Linked DNA regions of Sus scrofa: region 2 is linked to region 1. Evidence: chromatin contacts called from public HiChIP or PLAC-seq data. All regions are on one chromosome and are shown on one strand. Each heading gives the region's core, a stretch centred on a gene start, on an enhancer-like site or on the middle of the called end of the contact. The rest is flanking DNA. Distances are from core to core; before and after follow the strand shown. Region 1 overlaps BAZ2A (bromodomain adjacent to zinc finger domain protein 2A). Region 2 holds the start of BAZ2A (bromodomain adjacent to zinc finger domain protein 2A).

Evidence for each region. HiChIP or PLAC-seq counts read pairs in DNA pulled down with a chosen protein or histone mark.
Region 2: an H3K27ac HiChIP or PLAC-seq map of alveolar macrophages shows a contact between it and region 1. The contact joins the promoter of BAZ2A here to the enhancer-like site in region 1. A contact is called at or near these places in 1 of 5 promoter capture datasets (liver), 9 of 47 Hi-C or Micro-C datasets (alveolar macrophages, embryonic fibroblasts, epiblast stem cells and 4 more) and 2 of 2 datasets of contacts at active chromatin or transcription factors (alveolar macrophages and skeletal muscle).

Annotation. Positions count from the first base shown.
Region 1 is chr5:21,937,717-21,943,874 of Sscrofa11.1, reverse strand. It overlaps BAZ2A (bromodomain adjacent to zinc finger domain protein 2A), which reads left to right. Exons shown (of 29, transcript XM_001927752.7): 15 at 1,489-1,703; 16 at 1,977-2,051; 17 at 2,267-2,447; 18 at 2,559-2,618; 19 at 3,094-3,238; 20 at 3,751-4,415; 21 at 4,576-4,798; 22 at 4,916-5,071; 23 at 5,161-5,312; 24 at 5,498-5,787; 25 at 5,886-6,018; 26 at 6,124-6,158. Among named protein-coding and RNA genes, the nearest start is that of BAZ2A, 42 kb to the left of the region's middle. Within about 2 kb of position 4,829, at least 4 of the 83 cell types and tissues checked have an H3K27ac peak or open chromatin away from gene starts, as enhancers often do. A contact at or near this core is called in alveolar macrophages, where this site is marked.
Region 2 is chr5:21,980,197-21,985,593 of Sscrofa11.1, reverse strand. It overlaps BAZ2A (bromodomain adjacent to zinc finger domain protein 2A), which reads left to right and starts at 2,561. Exons shown (of 29, transcript XM_001927752.7): 1 at 2,561-2,760. The coding sequence starts at 2,757. It overlaps ATP5B (ATP synthase subunit beta, mitochondrial), which reads left to right. Exons shown (of 10, transcript XM_001929410.5): 10 at 584-844. The coding sequence ends at 681.

The sequences.
Region 1 (6,158 bases), core at 3,580-6,079:
ATAGATTACAAGATAGTCCACACTTTATAATAAAATAGACTTTATGTTAGATGCTTTTGCCCAACTCCAGAGGCTATGTAAATGTTCTGAGCATGTGTAAAGTAGGGTTGGCTAAGCTATCATGTTCTGTAGATTTGATGCATTTCCTTTTTGCTTCCTCCCCCCTTTCTTTCTTTCTTTCTTTTTTTTTTTTTTTTTTTTTTTGTCAGCCCGTGGCATACGGAGTTCTCAGGCCAGGGATCAGATCCGAACTACAGTTGTGACATACGCCACAGCTGTGGCAACACTGGCTCCTTTAACCGACTGTAACTGGGGTCAGGGGATGGAACCTGTGTTCTGGTGCTGCAGAGATGCCACTGATCCCGTTGTGTCATAGCAGGAACTCCAATGCATTTTCTCTCTTTTTTTTAATGGAATTTTTATTTTTCCTTTTATGGAAGTTCCCCGGCAAGGGGTCAAATCAGAGCTGCAGCTGCTGGCCTATGCCACAACCTCAGCAACACTGGATCTGAGCCACATCTGTGACTTACACCACAGCTCCTGGAAACACTGGATCCTCTAACCCACTGAGTGAGGCCAGGGATCCAACTCATATCCTCACAGGCACTATGTCAGGTTCTTTTTTTCTTTTTTTGGCCACCCGCGGCATGGCTCAGCAGGTTAAGAACCCAACATAGGGAGTTCCTGCTGTGGCAAAATGGGATAGATGGCGTCTTGGGAGCACTGGACTTGGATTCAATGCTCTCCCCAGTGCAGTGGCTTCATTTCCACTCAGTGACGATGGGAACTCTCCCCAATGCATTTTCAAATTAAAATATTTTCAATTTGAAGGAGTTGCCATTGTGGCTCAGCAGTTAGCAAATCTGACTAGCATCCATGAGGATGCAGGTTCGATCCCTGGCTTCGCTCAGTGGGTTAAGGATCTGGTATTGCTGTGAGCTGTGGTGTAGGCCGGCAGCTACAGCTGATTCAGCCCCTAGCCTGGGAACCTCCATATGGTGAGTGAGGCCCAAAAAGGAATAAAATAAAAAAACTCTTTTTCAGTTTTTGATACGTTTACTGGGACATTATCCCATAGAAGTCAGAATGATCTGTATACTACATGCTAGCTCTTCTTGTAATTTATTGCCTTATTCCTAGATTAGTTCTACTCATTTCTTCAAGATTTTAGGTCTTGACTCTTATCATTCTCTCCAGGAACAAGTGGAGGAAGACCTGTAGTTTCTTTCTGTTTCTGTTTTACAAATTTTTTCCTTCTACTTCTTTTTCTTTCTGACTTCCCTCTGCTTATTTTGTTCATTTAACTTTAATCTACTCCTTTTCTTTTGTACCTTTCCTTTTCCTTCTCTCATCTTCTCTTAGCATCTTTCATTCTTTTCCTATCTTAACCCCATAGCTCTTCCTACTGTATTTTCCTATTCCAGATTCACCCGACTTGAGTCATTCCTCTTTTTTCTCTTAACTCCTGTTATGCTCTCCTCCAAACAGTCCTTAAAGATCCTGGGGGAGAAGGTGTCTGAGATCCCACTGACAAGAGACAATGTGTCTGAGATCCTGCGCTGCTTCCTTATGGCGTATGGAGTGGAGCCAGCCCTCTGTGACAGCCTCCGAACACAGCCTTTTCAGGCCCAGCCACCCCAGCAGAAGGCTGCTGTCCTGGCCTTCCTTGTGCATGAGCTCAACGGCTCTACCCTCATCATCAAGTGAGGGGCTGGGGTGGGGGTGGTTATTGTGTCCCTTGATTGGAATGGGAGCGGGGAGGGGTTTAGCCATGGGTGATGTGTGTCCAGTGCCATGCTCTAGACATGCTGGCGTGACTTGGGACTGAATCTCATTTCTTCCCTGGGAGAGCCTAAACCTCTGCCATTCTTTTATCCTAGGCTCTAGGATGAAACTCCCTTTATCCTTGAGCCTCCCTTCTTTTGTGTGTGTGTTGCCACCTCTCCCTCAATATGCCATTCCCTCTTCCCCTGCAGTGAGATTGACAAGACTCTGGAGAATATGTCCAGCTACAGGAAAAACAAGTGGATTGTTGAAGGCCGGCTCCGAAGGTAGGGGTGGGACAAGAGGGTAGGGCCCAGGGAGAGGAGAGAAGGGGTAAAGGGGAAAGCATAGCCTGGACTTTTGCTTGGAACTCAAAGTCCTCAGCGCTTCTCCTGGGGTTGGGAACTTACCCCAGGGTTCAGGATGGCTTAGATTTGAGGTGTTCCTTTTGTGGCAGCATCATGTTCCTCACCACAGTTTCTTGTCATCTGTCTATCTCAAGACTGAAAACTGCTCTGGCCAAGAGAACTGGGCGACCTGAGATAGAGCTGCAGGGGCCAGAGGAAGGCCTGGGGCGGAGGCGCAGTTCTCGCATCATGGAGGAGACCAGTGGCATGGAAGAGGAAGAAGAGGAGGAGACTGCAGCTGCCGTCCATGGCCGTAGGGGTCGTAGAGATGGAGAGGTACGTGCCCAGACCAAGGAAAGTGGGAGCTGGTGGGAGTTGGGAGACAGATTATTTCTTTTTCTAGAATCTGATGGTTACCTTTTTCTTGGTATCCACTTGTTTCTCCAGGTTGATATCACAACATCTAGCATCCCAGAACTAGAGCGCCAGATAGAAAAACTCAGCAAGGTATTGTGCTTTTAGCTTCCCAGGAGCTGGAGATAGGGGCTGGGTGAGACTTTATCAGTTTATGAGCTGGGCCTAGATGATAGCAATTCTCTATGGAAGCTGAGGGTCACTGCTCTTTTCCCATATACTGGACAAAGTCACCACTGTCACCCTGGAAGTATTTTTTGTTTTTTGTTTTCCTTTTTCTTTTTAGGGCCATACCAGTGGCATATGGAAGTGGAAGTTCCTAGGCTAGGGGTTGAATCATAGCTGCGGCTGCTGGCCTATGCTGCAGCCACAGCCATGCCAGATCTGAGCTGTGTCTGCGACCTACACCACATCTCACAGCAATGCTGGATCATTATTAACTCGCTGAGCCAGGCCAGAGATCAGACCTGCGTCCTTATGGATACTAGTCGAGTTCGTTACCGCTGTGCCACAACCGAACTCCTGGAAGTGTGTTTTTCATTATCTTCCTTTTCCACTGCCTACCCAGCGTCAGCTCTTCTTTCGCAAAAAGCTGCTTCACTCATCCCAGATGCTTCGGGCAGTCTCCTTGGGCCAAGACCGCTACAGACGCCGCTACTGGGTGCTGCCCTATTTGACTGGTATCTTTGTGGAAGGAACAGAAGGGAGCTTAGGTAGGTGTGTCATGGGACCCTGAATTGAGCCCTAACAAAAGTTAATTCCTTTTCCTCTGCCTGGTCATCCTAGGCTACTTTGACTTTATGAGACTTAGTAGCATAGTGGTTAAGAGCACAGGCTCTGGAATAAGACTGCCTGTCTGCCTGCTCTGCCTTTTACCAGCTCTATGCATCAGTCTTTTCATTTGTAAAATGGAGTTAATAGTAGTATGTATACATTGTAGGGCTGTTGAGAGGATTAAAATGAGTTGATGCTCTTAGAATAATGCTTAATATATAGCTAGTTGTCAATAAATGTTAGCTTATGATTATGCTGATGATGATTACCTGGAAGATAGTGTTTCTTTACCAGATAGTATGTTCACTGGCATGTAAGCTTTCCCAGTGGAATCTCAAAAGGTGGGGGAATCAAGTCCAAGAGGAAAAGAAAGTGTATGTCCTGTGTTTGTATTCTCTCTTTCCTCCTTATATATCAGTGTATGTCTTATGCTTTTCACTTTTCTTTACAGTTCCTGAGGATGTGATAAAGCAGGAAACTGACTCCTTAAAAGTGGCAACCCATTCATCACCCAGCCCAGCCCCCTTCTCTCTGAAGAGGGAGTTAACTGGCTCCAGTACCTCTGCCAGTTCTCCTGCCCGGGCCCGAGGCCGGCCTCGGAAAACTAAACCTGGGTCTATGCAACCTAGGCACCTGAAATCTCCTGCTAAGGGTCAAGGTTCAGAACCACCTCAGGCCCAGCTTCAGCCTGAGACTCAGCTCCATCCTCAGTTTCAGGCTCATCTGCAGCCCCAGCCCCAACCCCAGCCCCTGTCCCATCCTCACTCTCATAATGGGTTCCTGGAGCCTGAAGGCTCCCCTCTGGTTCTGGGTCAGAGCCAGCATGACCTCAGCCAGTCAGCCTTCCTGTCTTGGCTGAGCCAGACTCAGAGCCATGGCTCCCTGCTCAGCAGCTCAGTCCTCACACCTGATAGCAGCCCTGGAAAACTGGACCCGACCCCATCACAGCCCCCAGAGGAGCCAGAACCTGATGAGGCAGAAGCCAGTCCTGACACTCAAGCTCCCTGGTTTAGCTTCTCAACCCAGATTCCATGCAATGCTGCCCCTACACCACCCCCTGCAGTTTCTGAGGACCAGCCCACTCCTTCCCCTCAGCTTCCTGCCTTCTCCAAGCCAGTAAGTAGCCAGAATTAGTGGTGTGCACTTGTCTTCATGTTGCCACAGGCTTTGTTGCCACCTGGCTGTGGACTGTTGCTGAAGTTGGGGGAAGGAATGGGGCCATTGGGGTCCTTTAAACATGAAAACACCCTCATCTTATGTTTCATCTCATTCACAGGTGAATAGACCCAGTGCTGCCAACTCCCATAATCCAGTACAGCTCTGTTCCACTCCCTTGCCGGGTGTGACTCCAAAAAGGCGAATGGGGGACCCTGGAGAAATACCACAGAGCCACACAGGGCTGGGACAGCCAAAACGGAGAGGGAGACCCCCTAGTAAGTTCTTCAAACAGATGGAGCAGCGTTACCTAACCCAGCTGACAGCTCAGCCTGTCCCCTCCGGTGAGTGACCTTGGGTTGGAATGGGGTGATTGATAGAGGAAGTGGCATCAGATACGGGCTGTGTGACTCATAGCTGGTTTGCACTCCCTGCCCTACACACATAAACCGTGTTCACAGAGATGCACTCTGGCTGGTGGTGGATCCGAGATCCTGAGACATTGGATGCTACGCTCAAGGCCCTGCACCCCCGAGGCATCCGAGAGAAGGCACTTCACAAACACCTGAACAAGCACAGGGACTTCTTACAAGAAGTCTGCCTACGGCCCTCCACTGGTAAGATAAATTTCTGACAGCCTGAGCTAAAAAGCTGCTACTGTGGACAATGAACAGCCTGAAATTTCCCTTTGCCTTTTGTCTCTCAGACCCCATCTTTGAGCCTAGTCAGCTACCTGCCTTTCAAGAAGGGATCATGAGCTGGTCCCCCAAAGAGAAGACATATGAAACAGACCTAGCTGTGCTTCAGTGGGTAGAGGAACTGGAACAGCGGGTTATCCTGTCTGATCTGCAGATTCGGGTACACTAGGGCTGGCACTGGGTAGGGGGTTGTTGAGGAGAGTGTGTTAATCTCTTTACCCTATTAGGAAAAACCTGGGATTCCCACTCCACAGGTGACCTCCTGTGACCCTAAATGGGTCACATTTTTTCCTATGCTTAATGTTCTTCCTTTATAATGAGTTTTATTCTCTCTTCCATCTGCAGGGCTGGACATGTCCCAGCCCAGACTCTATTCGTGAAGACCTGGCCTACTGTGAGCATCTACCCGACTACCAGGAAGACATCACCTGGCGAGGTCGAGGCAAGGAAGGACTGGCACCCCAGCGTAAAACCACCAACCCCCTGGACCTGGCAGTGATGCGACTCGCTGCCCTGGAGCAGAACGTAGAGCGGCGGTACCTGCGGGAGCCCCTCTGGCCAGCTCATGAGGTTGTGCTGGAGAAGGCCCTGCTCAGCACGCCCAGTGGTGCCCCCCAGTGTACCACTACAGAGATGTGAGTGCCGCCAGTCCCCGTTCCGGGTCTTAGGGAGAAGGAGTAAATTTAATGGATCCTGCTCCTCATCCAGAAAAATCACCACTTTTCCCCACCAGATCATATGAGATCACCCCTCGCATTCGAGCCTGGCGCCAAACGCTAGAGCGGTGCCGTAGTGCGGCCCAGGTGTGCTTGTGCCTGGCCCAGCTGGAGAGGTCCATTGCCTGGGAGAAGTCCGTCAACAAAGTGGTAAGAGGCCTGGGGAGCCTGAGGAGACAGCCAGCTGGGGAGGGTGGGGTCACTGGCAGGCAGAGACTTGAGGGCTCACTTGGCCTCCTCCCAACCTTGGTCTAGACCTGTCTAGTCTGCCGGAAGGGTGACAATGATGA
Region 2 (5,397 bases), core at 1,312-3,811, 44 kb before region 1:
GGTTCCTAGGCTAGGGGTCTAATCAAAGTTATCGCTGCCAGCCTACACTAGAGTCATAGCAATGCCAAATCAGAGCTGCATCTGTGACCTACATCACAGCTCACGGCAGTACTGAATCCTTAACCCGCTGAGCGAGGTCAGGGATCGAACCCACAGCCTCGTGGTTCCTAGTTGGAATTGTTTCCACCATGCCACAACGGGAACTCCCAGAAAAGATTTCTAATTGGGAGTTCCCTTTGTGGCTCATGGTTATGAACCTGTATCCATGAGGATGGGGGTTCTATCCCTGGCCTCACTCAGTGGGTTAAGGGATCCGGTGTTGGCATGAGCTGTGGTGTATGTCGAAGACTCTGCTCAGATAATCCATTGCTGTGGTTGTGGTGTACGCTGGCAGTTGCAGCTCTGATTAAACCCCTAGCCTGGGAACTTCATGTGCTGCACATGTAGCCATAAAAAGCAAAGTAAAAGATTTTTAAGATGATATGATTTCATATTCTGAATAATGGCGTCAAGTGGTGAGGTACCCACTGCAGAAAATTGATATTCTTCCACTTCTCACCAGTTGGCATTTTTTTCCATATAGGTGAATATGACCATCTCCCAGAACAGGCTTTCTATATGGTGGGACCCATTGAAGAAGCTGTGGCAAAAGCTGATAAACTGGCTGAAGAGCACTCATGAGGGAGTCCTTTTGGCAAACTAAGTACTCATCCTCTTTGTGGCCCTCTCTTGCCCCTCATCCAAAATGCAGTTTTCCCTGTAGGCCATGAGAGCCTTGATTGAAGACATTGTATTCTGTCTGAAGAGTATTTAAGGTTTCCAATAAAATGTACATCCCTCATCATCTGTCTGTTGTTCTTGGTCCTAAAAACAAAGCCAACACTGAGGTTTTTAGCAATTTTAGAATAGTCACAAGAAACAGCATGAAATGGGCCATATACGTTTGAAATGGGGTCATCAAAAAAAGAAAAGCTGCTAGTTCGGATTAATAAACTAGCATGAGTCTTGTGAGGAGTTTCCTGTGGATGATGTGATCTTACTAGTAGGGTCTCAACTTTGGCCTTTTATGTTGTTCATGGCAAATCAATTTTTTGGCTCTTCAGTATTCTATTTAGCACCTTATTTGATTAAAAAAGCAAAAGGGGACATCCTGCTGTGGTGGCATCTCTGGAACCTTGGGATGCAGGTTTGATCCTAGCCCAGCACAGTGGGTTAAAGAATCCTGTGTTGCTACAGCTGAGACTAGCTCAGATCTGATCCCTGGCCCAAAACTCTATGCTAAATAAAAAGGTTTTTTTCAGAAAAGCACACTGGGAAAAGTGGGTTGGGTGGTTTAAAAATAAGTGCTACTCTAAGAGAAGTAAGGGGTTAATCAGTGTTTTGAAGGATTAATACTGATCTGTGCAAAATTTGAGTCAACCCACCACCGCCCCACCATTGCCACGGTTTTGTTTTTTTTCATCATGTATTTTGGGCAAGACTTGTATGTGGTTCCTTGAGGCAGTGCAGGGTTTAAAGTGCCATTAGCCCTATTCTAAGATCCCTAAAAATTGAAATCTGTTACAGAGGAATAGTAATTTGCAGGGTTGCTGGGCTTGGGGTTTCTCAGCTAAATAGTGGAATTAGACAATTGCCCCTTCACTTTAGCCAACCGAAAGGTGCAGGATTATAAGAATTACTCAAAGGCACACCCAGTTTCAAACAAGTACTAGGTCGGATTTGGTGCTCCTGAAATATTTTCTGGGCCCAGACCCATATCCTGCCCTCTGGTGGTAGGGCTAGAGGCTCTGCACAAACTCTCATCTCACCATTTTGAAATCCTTGAAGGCCATTTGCAGGGATGTGGTTCTTAGCTAATGACTGTTTACAAACCGGCTGGGGCTTTTGTCCTGAGGAGGAGCCTGAATCTATAAGCTCCACCCTGAGGCATTCAAGTTGATTAGGAGCCGGGTAGGACAAACATCCCAATTCAGAGGCCCCCGGGGGCTGAAGGTTGGGGAGGGGCCTTGGGAGAGGAGCCAGGGGTGGAGTAGGGGCCTCTATAAGTTTCCTCCCATCTGCCTATGACGTCCTTGGCACCAGTCTCTTCTGTGTCGTGATCTGGACGGAAGGTGGAGCCCCTGAGCTGCCTGTGCCTGGTAGTTTGCTCCCAGAAAATCCTGAATTTGGGGAAATGCTGAGTTATGGGGTGGGGGCACACATCCTCTGGGTCAAGACTGAAGTGGGGTAAGAAGCTGGTGCAGGAGCCCCCAGGGCCGGCCCTTTTTGCTCCACTTTCCCTTGTTATCCAGATGCAGACCTGGGAACTACGACCCTAAAGGTCATTTCTATCCCTCCACCCCCACATTTACATCTCTCAGCATTCATCCAGAAACTTCTTCCTCTCACTACCTGCAACTGTTTATTTCCTTCCTCCTTCATCGGTCTCTTCTTGTAGCATGCCACTGGAGTGTCAACACAGATCTAACCTTCCTCCATATTTCTCCTGGTTCTGCCCCGTCCTCACCGCCTCCTCCCTCTCCACCCAGAGAAAGCCCCGCCCTTCCCTCCTCCCTCCCCACCCCAGTCTGTCACACAGGGACATCACCCTACAGCAGTTCAGGCTGTGGTTCGCAGGAAGCATACATTGGCTTTTTGATTCGTGCTGGTTCCCAGCTCACAGTTTGGGAGGATCTAACACCAGCCTTCACGTGAAGGGGGAATCAAGGACGGTGAGGAGCTAGGTGGTCCCAGCCCTGAAGCCCAGCCAGCCTGACATGGGTAAGTATGAAGACCGGCCCCCCTCGGGGAAGGCCTGAGGGATGCCTACCTCCCTCCCTGGCTGACTCAGCAGGGGTGGGGCCTAACCTTTGCTCTTTTGAGGGGTGAAGGAGGAGACGCCAGACTATAGGGGCACAGGGCTCAGCTGATGAGGCTGCCGACCACGAACGTTGGAAAGCTCCAGCTCCAGGGAAGAACCTGAGACTGCACCTTAGGTGGGGGCTTTCCCACCTCACCCCCATTTCCCCAGCTCCTTGAGCCTCCCACTATTTTACACTCACTGCTGCTCCCCCCTAAAAAAAGTAAAGCCTACTTTTGGTCTCATTGGAAGATTTTTTAAAGGTGTATCTTCCCCCATTTTCTCCTGGGCTTTTTAAGTCCCTGTCTTCTTTCCTCCCCCACCCTGACCCACCACCAGGTGGGGGCTGCACTGAGCAGCTGCTTCCTGTTGCCCCAGAGGTTGCTGCAAGGGTGGTGGTGGTTGGGGGAAAGCTGAACTAGAATTCAGAAAGCACAATTCTCACAGTTCTACATCAGCCTCACTAGGGCTGCTGTTGGCGGTCCCCCTTGCTCCAGTCACTGAGAAGACTCAGAGAGGGAGGACTGACATTGAAAGGCCTAGGAGGCCTAGGAGGTCTTTGCTCTCGTGGCTTCCTGATTCCAGAGACTTTTAAACTTGGGCCGAGCTTGAGGAAAGAGGCTGTGTCTTTCCACCGCTGAAGAGATTGGGTCGGTGAGGAGCTGAAACAGGGAACCTGTGCACCTGGTAGGGCCGCTGTTACCCCCAGCAGGCTCGGCCTCGAGTTCCCTCTTTGGCACCTTCACTCCTCGGGAGTCCTTGTGACTCTCACTGTCTTTCATGCCCTCCTTTGTGAAGAGATCTTTGCCAGTGCCCCCGGAGCGCAGGCGGAGCTCTCCCAAGTCCTCCAGTTCGGACCCACCACCCTCCCCCACTTCACCACCCAAGTTTCTGTCTCTTCTTCCTGGGATCTGTTCTCTTCCTCCATCTGGGATCCTTCCTGGTTCTGGCCCCTAGGAGACGCCACCAGCGTCCCCTCCCCCAGAGGATTCTTCGCGACAGCCCTATCGGAGCGTTCGTCCTTACCCCAGTAGCTCCTGCCCCTTTAAGTGCTCCCCCCCCACCTCCCGCTCCGCCGCGGCCGGCCCAGGGCTGGGGGAGGAGGCGCCGCCGCCGCCCGGCTCGGCCACCTGCGCCGCCGCCGCCGCCGCCGCCGCCCGGCCCTGCTCCAGGTGAGGCCTGGCACCTACGACCGGTCCTGGAGTCCCTGGGCGGGCCGCCCCTGCGGTCCCCTTCCCCGGGATCCCCGCTGCCCTGGACGCAGGATCTGACCCTCCCCCTGCGGGAGCTGCCCTTCCTCTCTCCCCCGCACTATCTACTCACCCATTTCTCTCCTGTCCTCTGCGACCGGAATCCGGAGGCTTCTCACGCCTCTCGGCCAATCTCTCCAGGGTACCCCTCCTACTCTGGACCTAGGATCTCCCCCTCCCCCGCGTCTTCCTCGCCAGAAAAATCTCCCGCGGTCTGGGTTTCTCCTCCTCCCTCTGGAACCATCGCTTTCCCACGCCATCCTAACCTCCAATGGGAGGGGGAATAACCGCCACCCTAACTCCTTTCCGTCCCTGTATTAAAGGAGGGGGGTGGGGGGGTTATAGAGTGGAGTCACTTTCAGGCCCGGCTCCGCTGAGCCCTTCAAGTTCAACTAACTCCCATCTGAAGCTTTTCTGTAGCCCTCATCCCACCCCATCTTTAGGACTTTAGGGGTGCCCGACCGCAGCACCCCGTCAAATAGCTCAGGTGGGAAAGGCTCTCTTGGACTTGGGGCAGGCCTGCCCAACCTAGGAATGTTCCTGCCCCAGAGTCAGAGAATGGAGGTGGGGTTGCACCCAGAATCTTGTGATTCTGGGCTTAAGGGGCTTTTGGGGGATACTGGGTTAGGGGCTAGGGCTAAGTCTCTAAGGGTGTTGGGGTGGTGGGCGAAGGCCTGGGAAACCCAGCCTTCTTTATTCAGTTGCAAAAGGAGTCCTAAGGAAATTAGGGTTTTCACTGTCCTCTCCTTGAGACCACCATGGAGGATATGAAAGGAGACTGCTGCATGGGGAAGTGGGGGGAATGGGACATATACCATTTTGGAGAGAAGAGTACAGATTATGGTCCTTCTGTGTTATAAGAGAATCTGGCCTCCCCAAAATACAGAAGGGAAGGAGACTGTTTTGCATCAAACTGAGAGGGAAGGGGGACAAGTTGGAATGGTCACAGGGTTGAGGACCATCTTCCAACTAGAACCTCTTAACACCAAGAACCCTTCAGCCATTGAGGGCAAGGGAGGTCTTTAATAATTATCCCCCTCCCTCCAAGTCCAGCTAAGACCATGGCTCTGCCCCTTTTCTTCTTGTGCTGTCATTCCTCACTACCTCCAACATCAGACACTCCAGAATGAGGGGACAGGGTGTTTGAATTTGCTTCAGACTTCTGAGTCATGTTTCACAGGCTGGGAGGGAGCTGGGGGGAGGAGAGGGTGGTCAGCAGTGGTGTTTGGAGTTGAATTCCAGGAGTACCTGGACCAGGAGAGGGAGGGAGCAGAGGGATGCAAACGAATCCCCTGTCTCTCCCTTTCT